Linked DNA regions of Gossypium hirsutum: regions 2 and 3 are each linked to region 1. A link is a contact called in public Hi-C data. All regions are on one chromosome and are shown on one strand. Each heading gives the region's core, a stretch centred on a gene start, on an enhancer-like site or on the middle of the called end of the contact. The rest is flanking DNA. Distances are from core to core; before and after follow the strand shown.

Region 1 (3,443 bases), core at 471-2,970:
GGTACAGCATCAACGTATCAGTTGTCAAATAACAAAGCATAATCTGATTGTCAAAGACTACAATGAGATTAAGCAGGGGCAAATCAAAATTAATAAACGAAAACGGGAATACTAATAATAAGACGTATCATCACACGGTTTCTCCATTTGCAACACGAAAGCTGGCATTTGTGTTAGTCTGATTTACATGCTAGTTCCCTACAAGAAAATGCAATGAAAAATAGGCAAGGCAAGGCCATATGTCTGTTCAGGTTCTTGTGCATTATCGCTTGCAATAAAACATTCGGTAAGTTAACATCATTTAGTGTAATTGATAATATGAGAAGTGAGGAAAGACAATTAAGATTGGTATAACACGGCAAGAGGGTAAGTGGACAACAAGGACCAGAGCTCCAAGTATTGGTAACGTTAAAGATACCGGAACTCATTTAAGAAGTTGTAAAAAACTAATGGAGAAAACATTAATGTATAATTTTAACAAAATCCGATGACATAAAACTAAATAACAAATTGTAGCATCTAATCTTATTATCTATAACAGATCATTATAAAATGTGATTTATAAACCCCAGAAGTTCCAATATCATATTAATATATGAGATAATGTCGCATTTGGTACTTGTACTTTCATAAAATATTCAATGTAGTACATTTACTTTGAAAATGTCCAATGTGGTATCTGAACTATCAATATGTGTTCTCTTATGGTACCTGTGCTTTCATAAAATATCCAATGTGATACCTATATTTGAAAATGTCCAATATGGTACCTGATCTATCAATATGTGTTTTATTATGATACCTGGTATTATCAACATTAGTGAATTGCTAAACCAAGTATAATCACAAGACATAAGTCTCTAATTACTTCCTTTACCCAACAATTTCAGATAGTTAGCATATATAACATTTTTCATTTAAAAGAAGCAATGAACAAGCAAGTTGCCTATCATATAGTAAAATCTAAATCTTGCAAAAAATTAACATCAATAAGAAGATCAAATGGGGACAATTGCACTAAATTGCATACCTTTCTTAAGACCAGGGCAATCCTCTAATCCTTTGAAAACTACAGGCACATCAACCTTCAACTCAGTCCCTTCATCCGCCCAAACAAACACCAAATTCAATATTTTACCACTCTCTTCGTCCCTATGAATCTATAAAAGCAACCCAAATAAGAAAATTTGAACTTGGGGAACAATAAAAGCTACTAATAAAAAAAAAGAAAGCGGGGAAAAGTAAAAAACTTGCCTTGATGGGTAAAACCGTCCCGGATTCAAGTAAGACAGAAGAGCCAGAACCGGCCCGGATCTGAAGCTGGAACCTAGTGGAACAAAAGAAAGGGAGTTGAACGGACTTGATAATGGATCGAATCTGCTTTCTTTCGGCAGTAAGAATTTGTTTCCTGGACGGGGAACGGTTGCTTGGATTTTTCTCGAGCAAGCCTTGAGAGAAAACCACAGCAGGGATTCTACCTTGGGCTCTGTCACGGCTCGAGATACGGCTGCCGGTGCATTCTCGTGGGATAGCTTGGATGGTGTGGTAATGGTGTGTATTTGCCGGTGATGTTCGGACCACCGTTTTCAGGCCGCGCCACAACCTGAACATTTGGTCGGAAACTGTAATGGACTTCAGCAGAGTTTGTGCTGTTGAGTGCTGTGAGTGAAATGAGGGTTTTGAGCATGGTTAGGTATTAGGGTTTTAATAATCTGGGCCAAATTCGGGGTAAGTTTTTAGTCTAATATACCTTAAATCTGACGATGAAAACATCTACAAAGCCCAAATGTTGGTTTTGGAAGAACAAGGCCTCAGCAGTGAGATTTAGACAGTAGGGGTGATATTAAAATTAGTGGTAAAATAAACATTTGATTCAATCGCAAAAATAATAGTGAGGTGAAAGTATAAAATGATAAAAGAAAGATATTATATTTAATTATATATATTATTATTTAACTCCTTAATTGAGGAAATGTTATGAGTTAAATCAATACCAATTCGATTAGAAAAATTACAGAAATGTTCTTCCGTAATTAAATTAAATTAAATTATTTTAAGATATTTTAGTCTTTTAATTTTAACAAAAGCCAATAAAAATAAAAATATGTATATGATAGAATTTGAATCCATACCAATTGAATTAATAAAATTTAAAATTTATCATTCAATAAAAGTTTCATGTTAATAATATTTATACAATTTTATTTTAATATAAACAATTTATCACCCCATTGTATATTAATACTTACCATATATAAAAGATTTTGATTGAGTTGGTATCAATCTGGGTCTCAACTCAGTTATTAAATTACCAAGATACCTTTATTTTAAAAAAATAATAAATATTAATTTAATGGTATTTCTCTCTCTCTTTTTTTTAATCTAGAAAATATTGAACTTAAAATGGGATTTGAACCCAAAACACCAAACATACCCTCTTCCAACTTTGATATTTCAACTAAAGTAACATTTGGTATATATTCCATATGTGTTATTATTTCTAATTTCAAATATTACATTTCATTGTTTATTGTATGTTATTTATAAATGTATCAATGTATCCTAAATACGTAGTTTCCACATGCATAAGTGTGAGATAAAATTTCCACATGCATACGCGTGAAATAAAATTTCTAGTATATGTAAAATAATTAATTATGTTTCATATTAAATTTATATTTACCTTAAATAATAATTTTCTGGAATAATGCCACATTTAATATTTGTACTTTCATAAAATGTCCAATGTAGTACTTGATCCATCAATATGTGTCATATTATGGAACTTAGTGTTAACACAATTATTAAATTATTAAACCAACTAATGAAAATTTGACACGTAGAATTTTTTTCTCTTAACCATCTAGTCTAACATTATGTGGAAAACTAAATAAAAATAATAATTGAATTTAGAAAAAAACTAAACATATGGTTAAATTTACTAAAATAAAGAATAACTAAATAAAACAAAAAAATAATTTAAAAAAATAACAAAATATATGGTTAACGGAAAAGAAGCAAATACTAAACATATGGTTAAATTTACTTAAATGGTGAAGATAAGTTTATTATTTACTTCTTTTTTATTAACCATATGTTTAATATCTATCTCTTAGCTTTTTAATGCACTTTAAATCACTAAATTTCAAGTACGGGAGCTCAAGTTATGACCATTTTAGTGAAGAATACACGAGCAAAATTTTTAGGCGAGATTATTATGGAAATTATGAGTTTTAGACTTTTAATTCTAGTTTAAATAATATCGGGTTTGATTTTTATGCTTAATTTTTATTATATATGAACCTAAAATTGTATTTATTAAGTTTTATTATTTTATTATTTATTTATTCCGAATTTTGGATATTGTTTAAGTATTTTAAGTTGTTTAGGAGTTTTATATTTCTTAGTCAAATAAGAAAGTTTAGTTTAAAACTACTTCTTAT
Region 2 (3,443 bases), core at 240-2,739, 940 kb after region 1:
AATTTAAGTTTTCATTTTTATTATTTACTTGTAGTGCGAAAAAAGATAATTTAAAATTTTTATTTTGAATTTATTGAATTATGAATTGTTTTATACACAATGCGATGATGGATTGCATTAGTGAAGTTTATTAAAGAATATTTTATATAAGTAATGAGTCTTTTTTAATCTTAAAATTTAAGTATGGTGAGATTTGAACCCATGGCAAACTTTTTAAAAATATTTTTTTTACCACTTCAATTAAAAATTTATTTTTGACGAGTATTTTATGTTTGAAATTTATTTAACCTTATTATTTGATATTTGTAAATATTTTTTATATACATATATTAAATATTTTTTAAAATAAAGATAAACCTGAAATGATAGAAAAACAGTACATCCGCTAATATGGTATCATCTACCTTGACAAAAACACAAATGAAAAAAAAAAACATGTGGCAATTATGCATGGTGGGCCAGAAACTAGGTATTTAAGGGCCCGAAGGCCTAACTTTTGCTAACAATGTCAAGTCCTTATCGATACAACTTTTAGCATTTAAAGTTAAGATTTTTATACTATTATTCAAACTTTTAATTAAGTTGATGTTACAAATTAATCGAGCATAACTAAATTAAGAAATTACTGAATGATCAAAATTTTAAAACAAATAATGTATTAAAAGAATTATATATGTAATTTAACTTATTTAAAAAAAATCATTCTCCTAAATATCTTAACTAGTTATATATGAGTTCTAAAATCTCTACCACAATCTAATTAATCAAAATTGTTTACATTTTTGTTAGGGTATCAATAATTATTATTTAAATATTTTTGTATTATTTTTATTTCTTTTACTCACATAAAATAGCACCATTTCTAAGTTAAACCCACAAATATACATAATTGTAAGCACCTAATTTTGTCTGAGCCCTTTGACCCAAATTATGTAATGAATTGGCTTTAGACAAGTTGAAATCAACACTAAGTTGAATTTTATTCTAATTTTAGATTTTAAAATGAATTTAAAGGACCAAATTGAATTTTTAGTTTAACTTTGGATAAAATTAAATTTTGATTTAAAGTTAAATTAAGTTTTCAATTAATTTTTAATTGGAAATATTATTTTGGTTTGATTTGAATTTATTTTATTCAGGTCTAAATTCATTTTGGGTCTGATAAAATATTTAATCAATTATTATCTTAATGAGAATTTGACAGGGAAGTGTGGATATTTTTAAATAAAAGAGATATTTAGAAATTGTTTTTTAAATAAAATTGAATTTTTAAAACTAAATTCAATTTTGTTTTAAAATTAATTTTTAATTATCATTATTTGACCCGGTGCAAAAACTGAATTTTAATATTTTCCATAAGGTCCAATGTGCCCAATTTAGATTTTTTTACAATAAGGTCCAATTTTGAAGCTCATTTTTAAAGCCTGATTTGAGGTCTGAAAATGGTCTAGTTTTGGCCCTTTTAGTCTGATAATGGATCATTTTGGCCTGTTTTCAAAGTTTGATGCAGACCTGGCCCGTCTCTAAATCCAATCATAAGGCAAAATTAGGGTTTCTACCCTTTAACAATTTTAGTGTGCCGTCCCTTTATCAAGTTTATAAGGCTATAATAACATTTCTTTTCAAAATTTAAATAAAAAATTAGGCAAATTTTAAATTTTAAAATGGTAAAAAGGTGTTGTGAATGATTTAAATTTAAAAAAAAAACAAAGTACGAAATCTGAAAGAACCTCCCCAATTAAAAAAAAATTCTATAAAATTGACATGAAAAAAAAAAGAAAAACAGAAATTATTTCTTAGAAGAATACCGAAATCCTACAAAGAAATTTTGTTTAGGTTTGGTTATTTTAATTAACTATCATTTGTTTAAGTTTTGACCCCCTCTTTTTTTTTTTAATAAACAGGAAAACAACAAACATAAACTAATTAAACATAAGCAAATCAATAAAGGGGTCTAATGCGATCCCGTTCAAGATTGTCTCTTAGTTTGTCTGGTAAATCTTCTAGCATCTAAATCGTGAACGAAGCCTCAAGTTATTTTTTCCTAAACTATTAGCCACATTGTCGACTTCACGCAATCCATGATGAAACCAAACTTGCCACGGCCACTAGAGGTGAGCATTCGATCGAATCGAATAAAAAAATTTTGAGTTAATCGAGTTAAAAAATCATATTTTATCATCTTAATTTAATTTGAAATTTTCTCGAATCGAGTCGAGTGAGATGGAATTCGAATCGAATTAAATCGAATATATTTGTTCGAGTTAAATTTTAAAAAATAATTTTGGGTCCTTATAACCACTGTCACCCATCGTAATAAAATTTATCCACCGTAATCAAATTTTTTTATTACCTTTCATCACCTCATAATTTATTTATTAATCTTTTATATACGGGTTAGCTTCTTTGCTTGCTTAGTTGTTTCAATTATCTTCATATTCTTGCCACTATATATTTTGGAATTAAAAAATATATTAAATGTAAAAATGTGATTTTTTAATAAAAGTTATTTTAAAGATAAAATGTGAAATTGATACCGATATAAAATTTTAACATGAATATTTTATGGCATCATTAATAATTCAATTTTAATATAAATATTTAATATGACTAAACAATTCAATAATATAAATAATATAAAATATGAAATTTAATTTAATAATATAAATAGTAGATATAAATAAAATTATTACTATTTACGTTTAGGGATTTTTTTTGGATAATTTTGATTTTTTATTTGGGAGTAAAGAGTGAAAAGTAAATGTTTAGGGGGAAAATAAAAAGTTTTAGAGAGTAAAAGTTTGAGGGAAAATAAATAGGAGAGTAAAATTTTGGAGGAAAAATATTAAAAAAATGGGGGGATGGGTTTGGGGTAGATAGGGGGTGGGATGAGAAGGAAGTAAAAGTTTTAGGAGGAAAGTGAGAGGAAGTAAAAATTTAGGGAGAAAATAAAAAGCTTTAAGGGTTTTGCGGAGTAAAATTTTGAGGAAAAGTAAATGGGAGAGTAAAATTTTGGTGGGAAATGGATTTTGGGTAGATGAGGGGATTAGGATAGGAGGGGAGTAAAAATTTTGAGGGAAAAGTGAGAAGGAATAAAAGTTTTGAGAGAAAAATAAAAAGGTTTGGGAGTTTGGAGTAAAAATGTAAAATATTATAGTTTGATATTTGAATTATTCAAATTATTCGAATTCAAAAACTCAACTTGATTCGAACTCTAAATTCGAAAAAAAATTCGAGTTGACTCGAATAACTCGATTAACTCGAATAACTCAATTCGTTTAACTCAAAATTTAAATTTTTTTCTATTTTTTCGAGTCGAATCGAATTTTACTCGCCTTTAACGACCACTCCCTTAATTCTACTTATAGCACGCTCCAACGTTTGGCTGCTTTCCTTTGGTTGTGTTGAATTAATGAGATTAATAACATCAGCACTATCTAATT
Region 3 (3,443 bases), core at 334-2,833, 920 kb after region 1:
AAAGACTAACCTGCAAATGGCTTTTCACTTCATCATTGGTAAGACCATCAACTTGCATCAGTTCTCTAATCTGCTTAGGAGTGGCCACTGTCGAACACAATAAACCAATCAGGCATATTTAAAAACTATAGATTCCAAAAGAACTCAAATCAGAATATTTTCAGAAAAAAGATCTTGATTCATGTATTTTCTCAAAAAGAACCAGATTCCAATCCTTTGTTCATAAAAGACAACAAAAAGGGTTTTTCAATTCAACTTAAATACCACTACTACTTAAAAAAAAAAAGTAAATAAACACATCAAAAAGGTCTAACCTTGAGAGCCTCCAAGCTGTTGAAGTGCCTCAACAAATCGTCTATGGAGCTCAGGCGACCAGCACCGCCTTTGTTTCCTAGAATTCTGCTGCTGCGGTTGTTCCTCATGTCGGATTTGTGACTTCGTCTGAAACTTAATTTGATTTTGTTGTGCATATAAGCCTGAACCAATTCGGCAGCCGCCATTGTTCTTCAAGATACATGAAGCCAATTCAGAACTTGGGGTCATAAGGGAAAGCCCTGAAACTTTCTTATCAGCTTGTTCCTTAAATGGAACAAAAGCCCCTCCCTTTCTTTGCTTATTACAAATTTCAATTGGGTTCTCACTCTCAGACCCATCTTCTCCTTCTTCACTTGTCTGTCAAATTCCAAATCCGGAAACATTTAAACTATTTTCCCCTTAAAATAAGATTCAAAAAGAAGGAAAAAAGAAGAAGAAGAAGAAGAAGAAGAAGAAGAAGAAAACAGTTAGCTTGGACATTACCAGTTTCAGTTCTGGAACTGTGTTGGGTTTGTTGTGGGGATCAACGTTGTTAAAATTAGAGTTCCATAGCTGAACTGAACTCATCCAGTTTTTCTTATCACCGCCATCGTTATCCATAGTTTCCCTTCCGTTTTCCTCGGTCACTGATCCATCATTCATTTCCTTACACTGTATTTCTTCCTCCTTTAATCTCTCAATCCCTAAAATCAAATCAAAAAAGAAAATCAAATTAAATCCCACAAAAAAGTGAAACTCAGAATTAAAACAATATATATTTTTTTAAAAATACCATCTTTGAGAAGAAGCATGCAAAGAGGAAGTTCACGTTTAAAGGCATCAATTTTCTTCATCTCATCTTCCAATCTTTGAAGATAATCCGTAATCTTGGATAGCCTTTGAAACCCATTTTTTATCTTCGAAACTTCTTTCAGAAACTCAGATATAGTTTTCGGTACATAAACCAAACTCAAATCCAAGCTGAACTCCATTATTTTCCTTTATTCTTCTATTTTCCTGTTTTCCTCTCTTTTTCTATCATTTCCAGGATAAACATGACAAGGAACAGCAAGTCATGTTTTTTTTATATAGAAATGTAAGAAAGATTCAAGATTCGCCCCCAAACGGGTCGTCGCGTATATTAAAGCTATAAACTCGGTGACTCGGTTGTTTCACTCGGCGGGTTGTTTTAGGTTCCGTACGAAGCACGCGGAGAATTGTTGAAAAAATTGAGCCCTTTTTTTTAATAATTGGAAATGAAATTACAGTGTGTTAAGATTCTTAGGTTAGGTGTGGACTGTGGATTGAATGTCTCAACCCTTTTTAAAAATAGAGCAGAAAATAAAACAGTTTTCCCACGTCTTTGGGATGCTTTCCCCATTTGATTTTTACACGGTAATTCTGTCTTTTCCATCTCCTTCTAAATTAAGAGATCAAATCAACAGTACCCTCAACCTAGTCTTTCATAACTTTTTAACTTTTAACCAAACATTCATTGAATACTACGTCGTATTCAAAGTTATGAGATAAGATGCTTGACTGGGAAATCATTGATTTTGTGAATCTTGTTACAAACGTTTTTGTCATTGATAGTTTCAATTTATAAAATTTCTTAAAATACTATTTTATATTTAAACATAATTTTTTCTAACCTAACACCAACGAAGTTGTCATTATAAAGCAAAATGAGATGATGGGTTTTCTAATACTAAACAACAGTTGCCAAGTAAGAAAAAAGTGGCTTCTTTTTTTGTCTAGTAAAATTTTTTCTTCTTTTTTTTAGTATTAAAAAAAAAGGTGTGGCAGGCATGTGAAAGATTCTTTTGACAATGCAATTTAATTTGGTTTGTTATTAATTATATAAAATAGAATAAGAATCAGGAACGTTTAATGCGGGGTAAAGATTCTTTTGTTCATACCCGTCCGTTACAAAGGAATGGTGTCTTCCAGAAATAAAAGATAATTCATTGGTTTTCTTTTTTCTTTTTCTTTTTTTGCTTTTCCAGATTCCCTTCATTTCACGACCGACAAAACCCTTTGTTTCTCTTTTCTTTTTCTTTTTTTCTTTTCTTTTTAGTTTAATTTTTCCACATGTTATGGTTGTGTAAAACCGTTTCTGTTTTAGTTGGAATCAAATTTATATAAATGGAAAATCATTTTTATTACCGACTGATTCTTTTTATTATTTAAATATATTAAATAGTATTTATATATGCAAATTATGCCTCAAAAATAATATTTAAAAACTTAAAATCAATAGGAAACAAATTTATATTCGAATTTTGAGTTAAAATTTCTAGACAAATCATTTGATTCTTCTCGTTAATAAAGTTTTGATTTAAAAGTAGTATAGATTACATTTGAAATGGATATTGTTTGCTTTAAGGATCATTGTGACTTTATCTTGAACACAAGTTTGGAGAGTTGTTTGCTTGAGAATTTTATTTAGTTTGGATTCAAGGGTCTTCTAGACTTTGATCCTGAATTATTGAAATTCATTTTAAAAGTCGTCAAAACTAAATCTTGAAAATGAGTGTGGAGATAGTTTGAATCCAAAAATCTTTGAAATTTTATCTTGGATGATTAAGTTTGCTTTAATAGTATTCTAAACTTGATGTTCAAGAATCGGTTTTATCTTCTTGATGTTGATACAATTTGATTGGTAAAGCTTCAAGGGTTTTCAAGCTACGATTTTCGAACTTTTGGAATTTCGAACTTGTAAAGTTGTGTTGAATTGCTTAGAGGTGGTCCTTTTTATAGTGTCAATAAGTCAAGTAAAAGAATGTTCTTTATTTTTAGTGTTCTACAAGAATTAAAATATTTTATTTATTGTTTATCTCATATTAATTTAAATTAGAATCCCAAATTGTGTGTTATTGGTCGGGTGTTCACCTTCTCCAGGAATAACCTAGGTTCAAATTATAGTTGTACCAAAAAATATTAATTTAAACAAATTAGAGATAAATAATTCCTAAAAAAATAAGTTTTTATATAAAAAACCTTCTAAAATGATTTAATTTCTTCATTTATTTCTTAATTAATTTAATTTATTTTAATTATATAAAAACAATAATGACACGTGATGAATTCTGATTGATTCAAAATTTCTCCTTCTACAAATACTCCCTCAAGACTTGGCCATATAAAGA

Evidence for each region. Hi-C and Micro-C count contacts between places; a contact is called where the count stands out from the background.
Region 2: a contact with region 1 is called in a Hi-C map of leaf, with 4 times the contacts expected there. The contact joins the enhancer-like site here to the promoter of LOC107933212 in region 1. A contact is called at or near these places in 4 of 34 Hi-C or Micro-C datasets (all in leaf).
Region 3: a Hi-C map of leaf shows a contact between it and region 1, with 2.4 times the contacts expected there. The contact joins the promoter of LOC107933192 here to the promoter of LOC107933212 in region 1.

The regions. Positions count from the first base shown.
Region 1 is chrA12:19,801,671-19,805,113 of Gossypium_hirsutum_v2.1, reverse strand. It overlaps LOC107933212 (50S ribosomal protein L25), which reads right to left and starts at 1,720. Exons shown (of 3, transcript XM_016865377.2): 1 at 1,255-1,720; 2 at 1,031-1,160. The coding sequence starts at 1,611.
Region 2 is chrA12:18,856,872-18,860,314 of Gossypium_hirsutum_v2.1, reverse strand. No RefSeq gene overlaps it. Among protein-coding and RNA genes, the nearest start is that of LOC107933192, 20 kb to the left of the region's middle. Within about 2 kb of position 1,489, at least 1 of the 9 cell types and tissues checked has an H3K27ac peak or open chromatin away from gene starts, as enhancers often do. A contact at or near this core is called in leaf, where this site is marked.
Region 3 is chrA12:18,877,022-18,880,464 of Gossypium_hirsutum_v2.1, reverse strand. LOC107933192 (transcription factor HHO5) reads right to left here and starts at 1,583. Exons shown (of 5, transcript XM_016865361.2): 1 at 1,088-1,583; 2 at 799-998; 3 at 315-672; 4 at 11-87. The coding sequence starts at 1,286.